2 separate regions of the Mus musculus genome follow, and region 2 is linked to region 1. A link is a contact called in public promoter capture Hi-C data. All regions are on one chromosome and are shown on one strand. Each heading gives the region's core, a stretch centred on a gene start, on an enhancer-like site or on the middle of the called end of the contact. The rest is flanking DNA. Distances are from core to core; before and after follow the strand shown. Region 1 holds the start of Dyrk3 (dual-specificity tyrosine-(Y)-phosphorylation regulated kinase 3). Region 2 holds the start of Igfn1 (immunoglobulin-like and fibronectin type III domain containing 1).

What was found. Promoter capture Hi-C pulls out the DNA fragments that hold promoters and counts their contacts.
Region 2: a promoter capture Hi-C map of erythroid cells shows a contact between it and region 1, with 6 times the contacts expected there. The contact joins the promoter of Igfn1 here to the promoter of Dyrk3 in region 1.

What each region holds. Positions count from the first base shown.
Region 1 is chr1:131,136,843-131,139,845 of GRCm38.p6, forward strand. Dyrk3 (dual-specificity tyrosine-(Y)-phosphorylation regulated kinase 3) reads right to left here and starts at 1,392. Exons shown (of 3, transcript NM_145508.2): 1 at 1,238-1,392. The coding sequence starts at 1,314.
Region 2 is chr1:136,004,808-136,007,810 of GRCm38.p6, forward strand. It overlaps Igfn1 (immunoglobulin-like and fibronectin type III domain containing 1), which reads right to left and starts at 1,535. Exons shown (of 27, transcript NM_177642.3): 1 at 1,514-1,535. The coding sequence starts at 1,535.

The sequences.
Region 1 (3,003 bases), core at 142-2,641:
AGCCAAAGCTACATAATAAAGAGACCCTGTCTCTAACTAACAAATAATAAGTAATCGAATGCTGTTCAAAAAATGAGGGACTACCAATTAACTTGAACTGAATAAGAAACCTAAAAGCAGAAAGAAATAAACATAACATAGAGGTTTGTTTTAGAATGCAAGTCTAACACCTCTATTCTAGTTTCAGCCCCTGGCTGTGCTACCTTCCCCCTCTGAACAGCCTCACAGGTAAATGGGAAGAAAAGGACGTCTACACTCTCAGACTACAAGAAGAGAAGACTAGCAGAACAGCTGTCTTCTCTTCATTATTTTATGCACCCATTTACAGCTAAGCTAACTAGTGAAAAAAGGCAGCCAACAGGAACCCACCCGATGCTTTGCTTTAAGTTACACGATGTACCAAATCTCTCTTCTGTTCCCACTTCATTTCCTGGCATATGGAGATATTTAAAATGCTAAAGGACTACAGAATGGTTCTGTCTTTACACTGTGGGTCCTCCACAGTGAAGGCACACAAACAATGGGCAGGATTTACTAAAGCCACAAGATGGCCTTGAATAATGCATTTTATCTGCTCCCAAGACTACGGATTTGCGGGTCACTCTGGTCACCGGTTCATGTTACCATCTCAGATTATATACTACTAACACAACCATGACTAGGTAACATTTTTCATTGTCTTTAAAAAAAATATCTTTTCAGTCACTTTTGAGATCTGTCTTATTAAAAAAAAATACTTATAGAGTTTAACACAAGTGTTAAAGGAATAAAGGAGGGCTTTAAAAACATCCCACAAGAAATTAAAATATCTTCTAAAAAATATATTGAGGTTCAGACAATGTTTTGATAACAGGCAATTTTCTAGACAGGTCCGGCCTCTGCCATACTGCACGATGAAACACACCAGCACCGCATCTGCAGAGTAACAGCCAGACGCGAACGAGCGGATTGGGTTCCTTTAGCCAGGGCCCGATGCGGAGGGGGAAAGGGACCCCCCCCCAAAAGCGGCACATGGGGAACAAGGTCCCGGGTCTCTGCTGCTCCACCCCAGGGCCAGGGCGGGCTGGGCAGACTCTCGGAGCAACAGGGCGCAGGTCTTGCGCGCAGGTCCCAGACCCAGCTCTCCGGAGGCCGCGCCGTCCCGCCCGCCCTCCCCCGCCCTTCCCGCTCACCGCGCTGATGGACAGGCAGCCCAGACCCGCAAGGAGTCCTCCCGCTCCTACCCGGGCGCCGTTACCTCCGCTGCTGCGGCGGGAGCCCGGCCCCCGGCAGCGCCGCGTCCTTCCTCCCGCGATCGCGGGCTGCGCCTCCCATCGCGAGCTCGCCCCGCGGACACAGAGGCGGCGGTTGGCCCGGTGGGTCGCCTCCAGCACCGCACCTGCTGGCTTCGCTACAAGACGAGGCTGGGCACTGGGCTCGCGCGGTCCGCAGGGAGACCACGCGGGAGCGGCCGCGTCGCTTAGCAACCGCGCACGCCCTGCCGCGCCTGCGCAACGCCGCCTTGGAGGGAGCGGGGAGGAGGCGGAGCGAGGGGCGTGCTGTTCCTGGGTGGTGTGCTCGCAGTTCTTTTTGCAAAAGAGGAAACTGGCTTGGAACCTACGCTTCTTCGTATTCACCTAGCCGTGAAACCAAACATGGGAGTATCAGCAGCACAGCCTGCCTGCTCAGCAGACCGCTTGGAGAGCTCTGCGCATCTTTAATATGTGAAAGCGTACCTCACTCTTTCTGAGAAGTACCGTCCATGTTAAGTCTATTTCGACAGTTAAAATGGAAGTGAAAAGAAAGGCTGTTAAGCCACAGAAGTGGCGGTTGTGTTGAGCTTGGTGCCCATCAGATTTCCTAAGGCTGCAAAACTCCTCTGCAAGAGCGGATTTGATTCCCAACACGGTCGTGGCAGTTCACAACCATCCATAACTCTAGTCCCGGGGTGTTTAATGCCCTCTTCTGACATCTGAGAGTAGCAGGCACGTATGTGGTGCACAGGCATAAACTCATACACATAGGATGAGCCCATTGGATCTATGAGAACAAAACAAAACAAAAACCAAAGGTTCTTCCACGCATCGGTGGCGCACGCCACCTGGTGCACACTGGAAATTATTTCATAGAGCATAATTCCACGAATCTTCAAATGTCCAACCGAGGCTCCTTTTGGGGTTCGTAAAAGTCACAGTCCCTGTTCTCAGAAGATCCACACTCTATTTGCAGCTAAGAATCTGTCCATTTGGGACACTTTATTTTCATCTGTTCAGTGTTGACTTAGCCTGTGATATAAGTAAAAATGTTTTCTTCAATGATGATCTTTTAGAAGTTTTCTGTCTCTCTTTCATCCACAACCAGTGCAATCTTACTTTCCTAGGGTTTTTGTTTTTAAATTGGGCTCTTTGACTCTTGTTTGTAGACAGAGTTCCATGGCAACAAAGGCACCTCCCCCGCTCCAAGATTACAAAATTCTACTAACTGATCCTGCTCTCAGGACTTCTAAGAGGTGAACACCCCAGACTACTACCGGAAGGGTTGGTTGGGACTTGCCTGGACATGTTTAATTACCTCATTTCGAATCACTGCAAGTCTTCCCTTCTGTCTTTAAGGCGCATCTTCTAGAGCCAAGCTAAAGCCTTCCTGTTCTACTTGCCTCCAGCGGGTTAGGGGAGTAGATACAGAGGCTGCCTTTGTCTTTAGTAGGTTATTTCCCTAGTAAGGGAGGGAGAACTCCTTGAGGGTGCTGGACCTCCTGAGTATCTGACCTTGGTGACCTAAGTACTTTTCAGTATTTCTTCAAAGAACCCCTGTTTTGTAACAACGACCACACCCTCATTAAGCAATTGCCCTGTACCCTCCGGCTCTTGAAAAGACTCATTTAAGTGTACTTCAACAGATATTGAAATACAAAGAAAATACGATTTCTCTGTATAAAGTGTTCCATATGCTTACATATGTGCAACCTATGGAAATCTATGCAAAATATATTTGATAAATGTTACATTAAAGTAAGTAAAAAAA
Region 2 (3,003 bases), core at 285-2,784, 4.9 Mb after region 1:
CTTGAGAGTTCCTCTGACAAACCAACTAGCTGATTACTTTAAAATTCTGCCCTAGTCAAGTTCTCAGGACATGGGCAGATATAGACAGGTTCTTTGCCACATAAATGGCCTGTGGTCCAGTTCCCAACATTTCCTCTTTTCCTTTGAAACCTCATGAACACCCCTCCAACCTCCCACCCCCCACGCCCCCACACACATACACACACACACTGAATACCTCTTCCAACATCCTGGCCTTCCAAACTCCCATCAGAATGACCTACTAAGCTCAGCTTGTGCTTTAATGCTTTTCCAGCTCCAAGTTCCATTCCCCACCCCCTGCCCCCCACATTCTTCCCAGAAACCAGTTCTAACACGGTCAGATTTGTCCCAGCCACAACCTCACTCTGGTTACTAGTTATTTTTCCGGTTGCTGTAGCAGAATATCTGGTAGGAGCAATGTAAGGAAGGAAGGAAGGAAGGAAGGAAGGGTCACCTTGGCTCACAGGACACATCCATCATGCAGGGGGCACAGCATCAGGCATGACATAAGTAATCACATAGTATCTTCAGCCAAGAAGCAGAAAGAGATGAAGAGCCAACATCCAGCTCTCTTTCTCCTGGACCCCGGGCCACAGGACAGTGATACCCACAGTTATCCTGGGTCTTCCCATCTCAATTGGTTTAGAAAATCCCTCACAGACATGTTGAAGGTTTGTTTCCTGTGGTTCTAGATCTCTTTAAGTTAATAATCAGTACTAATCAGATATTTAGATATTTAATGTTTTGGAGTATTAGAAATCTAGTCCACCAGGTCCTGGTCTTGACCCTAATAGACCCAAAAAGGATCTAGAATCTCAGTGGTAGGTGCTATGAATGTCTAAGACGTGGAGAAATACAGACACCATCAGAGGTCATAGAAAGAGATGTATGATCTTGGACATGGGACTTATATCTTGAGCCCAGTGACCTGGCTGCTCATATCACACTGTCCCCTTACCAGGAAAGGCCTCTGAGTACCCAGTGATTGTATTGATATGGGAGAAAAATCACATTAGGATTCCTCTGTGTAACTAGCAATTGAGACTAGCGAACTCTCCTCACAGTCCCTTGATATTTAGAGTAGGGCCTTCCAAATTCCAGGCTCTATTTATTTATTTTTCTATTTATTTTTAAAAAGAATTTCACTCTTATTATTAATTATAGATATAGTAAGGCACATGTGTACATGAGTGCAGGTGTCCATGGAGACCAAAGTGCTGGACCTCCTAGAACTGGATTACAGATGGTTGTGAGCAACTTGTTATGGATGCTAGAAATCAAATGTGAATCCTCTTAAAGAGCACTTTTAGCTGTTGAGCCATCTCTCCAGCACCTAGGTTTTATTTTTTGCAATGATAGGAATCAAACCTAGGGCCTCATTCATACAGACTAAAGCCCTGTAACTTCTTAAAGGTATGCAAAAATAAGCCAATAAATACCTTTTAACAAAGAAAAATAAAGGTATGCACTAAGCACATAATGTTTAACAGACCTTGTGTTCGCATCTCATTCATGCTGGGACATTTAGTAGAGGGCTGGCTGGGCTGAACAAGACACTAACATACATGTGTCCTCATGCCATGTCCCTCTGGGACTGGTTTTCCTGTGTCAGGTAACTGTAGGAACCTGCCCCCTCCTCCATATTCCTTCTTGCTCGTCCCTCTCAAAGATGGCAGGCTGCTGCTCTTCCCCAGGCTGAGCCAGCTGCAGTTGGCTATGATTAATGGCATCTATTAACAGCAAGTTGTAAACAGATCAGGTACACAGTGCCCATGAAGATCTCACCTCCCTAAACCCCTTGCCACCCCATGACTACTCTTTAACTTTCCAGGCTCCTGCTTCTCCCAGCCTGAGAAACATGGCCTAGGGAACGCTTTACTAAGGGACTCAAAATGTTTTGGAAGTAGGAAGCAAACCTATGGGGCAAAGTCCAGAATCCTAAAATTGGGCCAGGATGAAGGCCCAGGTCAGGGAAGCCGATTTGCAACAGCCTCAAAGAACTATCAAGGCTGCCTCTAGGCTGCCTGGACTTGGGCAAATTACCTCCCCATCTCTGGGCCTCAGTTTCCCTATTGAGTGAGCAATTGGCTCGAATATTTTCCAAACTCCTGCTAGAATCATTAGAGCCGCAGAGATCCTTATGGACATCGCTAATTAGTCCCTGCAAATAAGCAGGCTCACTCCACTTCCCCAACCAGCTACCAGTGTCTGTCCAAGCAATAGTTCGGTTTCCTTCTGGTTAATTATAACCAATTTAAGAACCAAACCACAATTTCTTAGGGGGAACATCCAGAGGAGGATGGGAGACCCTCAGTCCAGAAGAACCCATAACTTTCTGAAGATTCTCTCCTTTAACCCACAGAATAAGGACATGCCTAGGAGGTCAGCTTAACCCATTTGAACAGATGAGAAAAACGGGCCCACAGAGACACCTTGATGGCGGGTGAGTGGCAGCTGGAGAGATTAGGATTAGCGAGTCTGGGTCAGCCTCTGGTCTCTCAATGCTCCCCAGAACGCGAACTGAAAGCCTTTAAAGCCCGGAAACCCAGCCAACTATGAATGCAATCTGAGGTAGGTAATCTCTGCGTGTGAAGTGATTATGTGTAAAAACAGTGGATTAGTGTGTCCGTGCAGCTATGTCTCCTGGGATCAGCGGGACCTAGCCTCTTACCCCGCCTTGGGACACAGAGCGGTGACCTCCCTAATGCAATGCAAGACCACCAGCACTCGCGCGTGGAGCTCAGTAACCCCGTACATTCTGCTGTACGTCTTCACCCGGTTTTCCGCAGCGACCTAAGCCTTTTGCATTCTGGGCAGGAACGCTGTGGGTTGAGATCCTGACCTGGGGGCTCGCGCACCCCCACAGCAGGAAAGCACAGAGGCTCTGCAGCAGGATCCTCCCTTCTCAGAAATCCTTCCAAGCTCTGGGGAAAGCTGAAGCCAGTGGGCAGCCCGCTACACCGCAGACGGTCCGGGAGATGT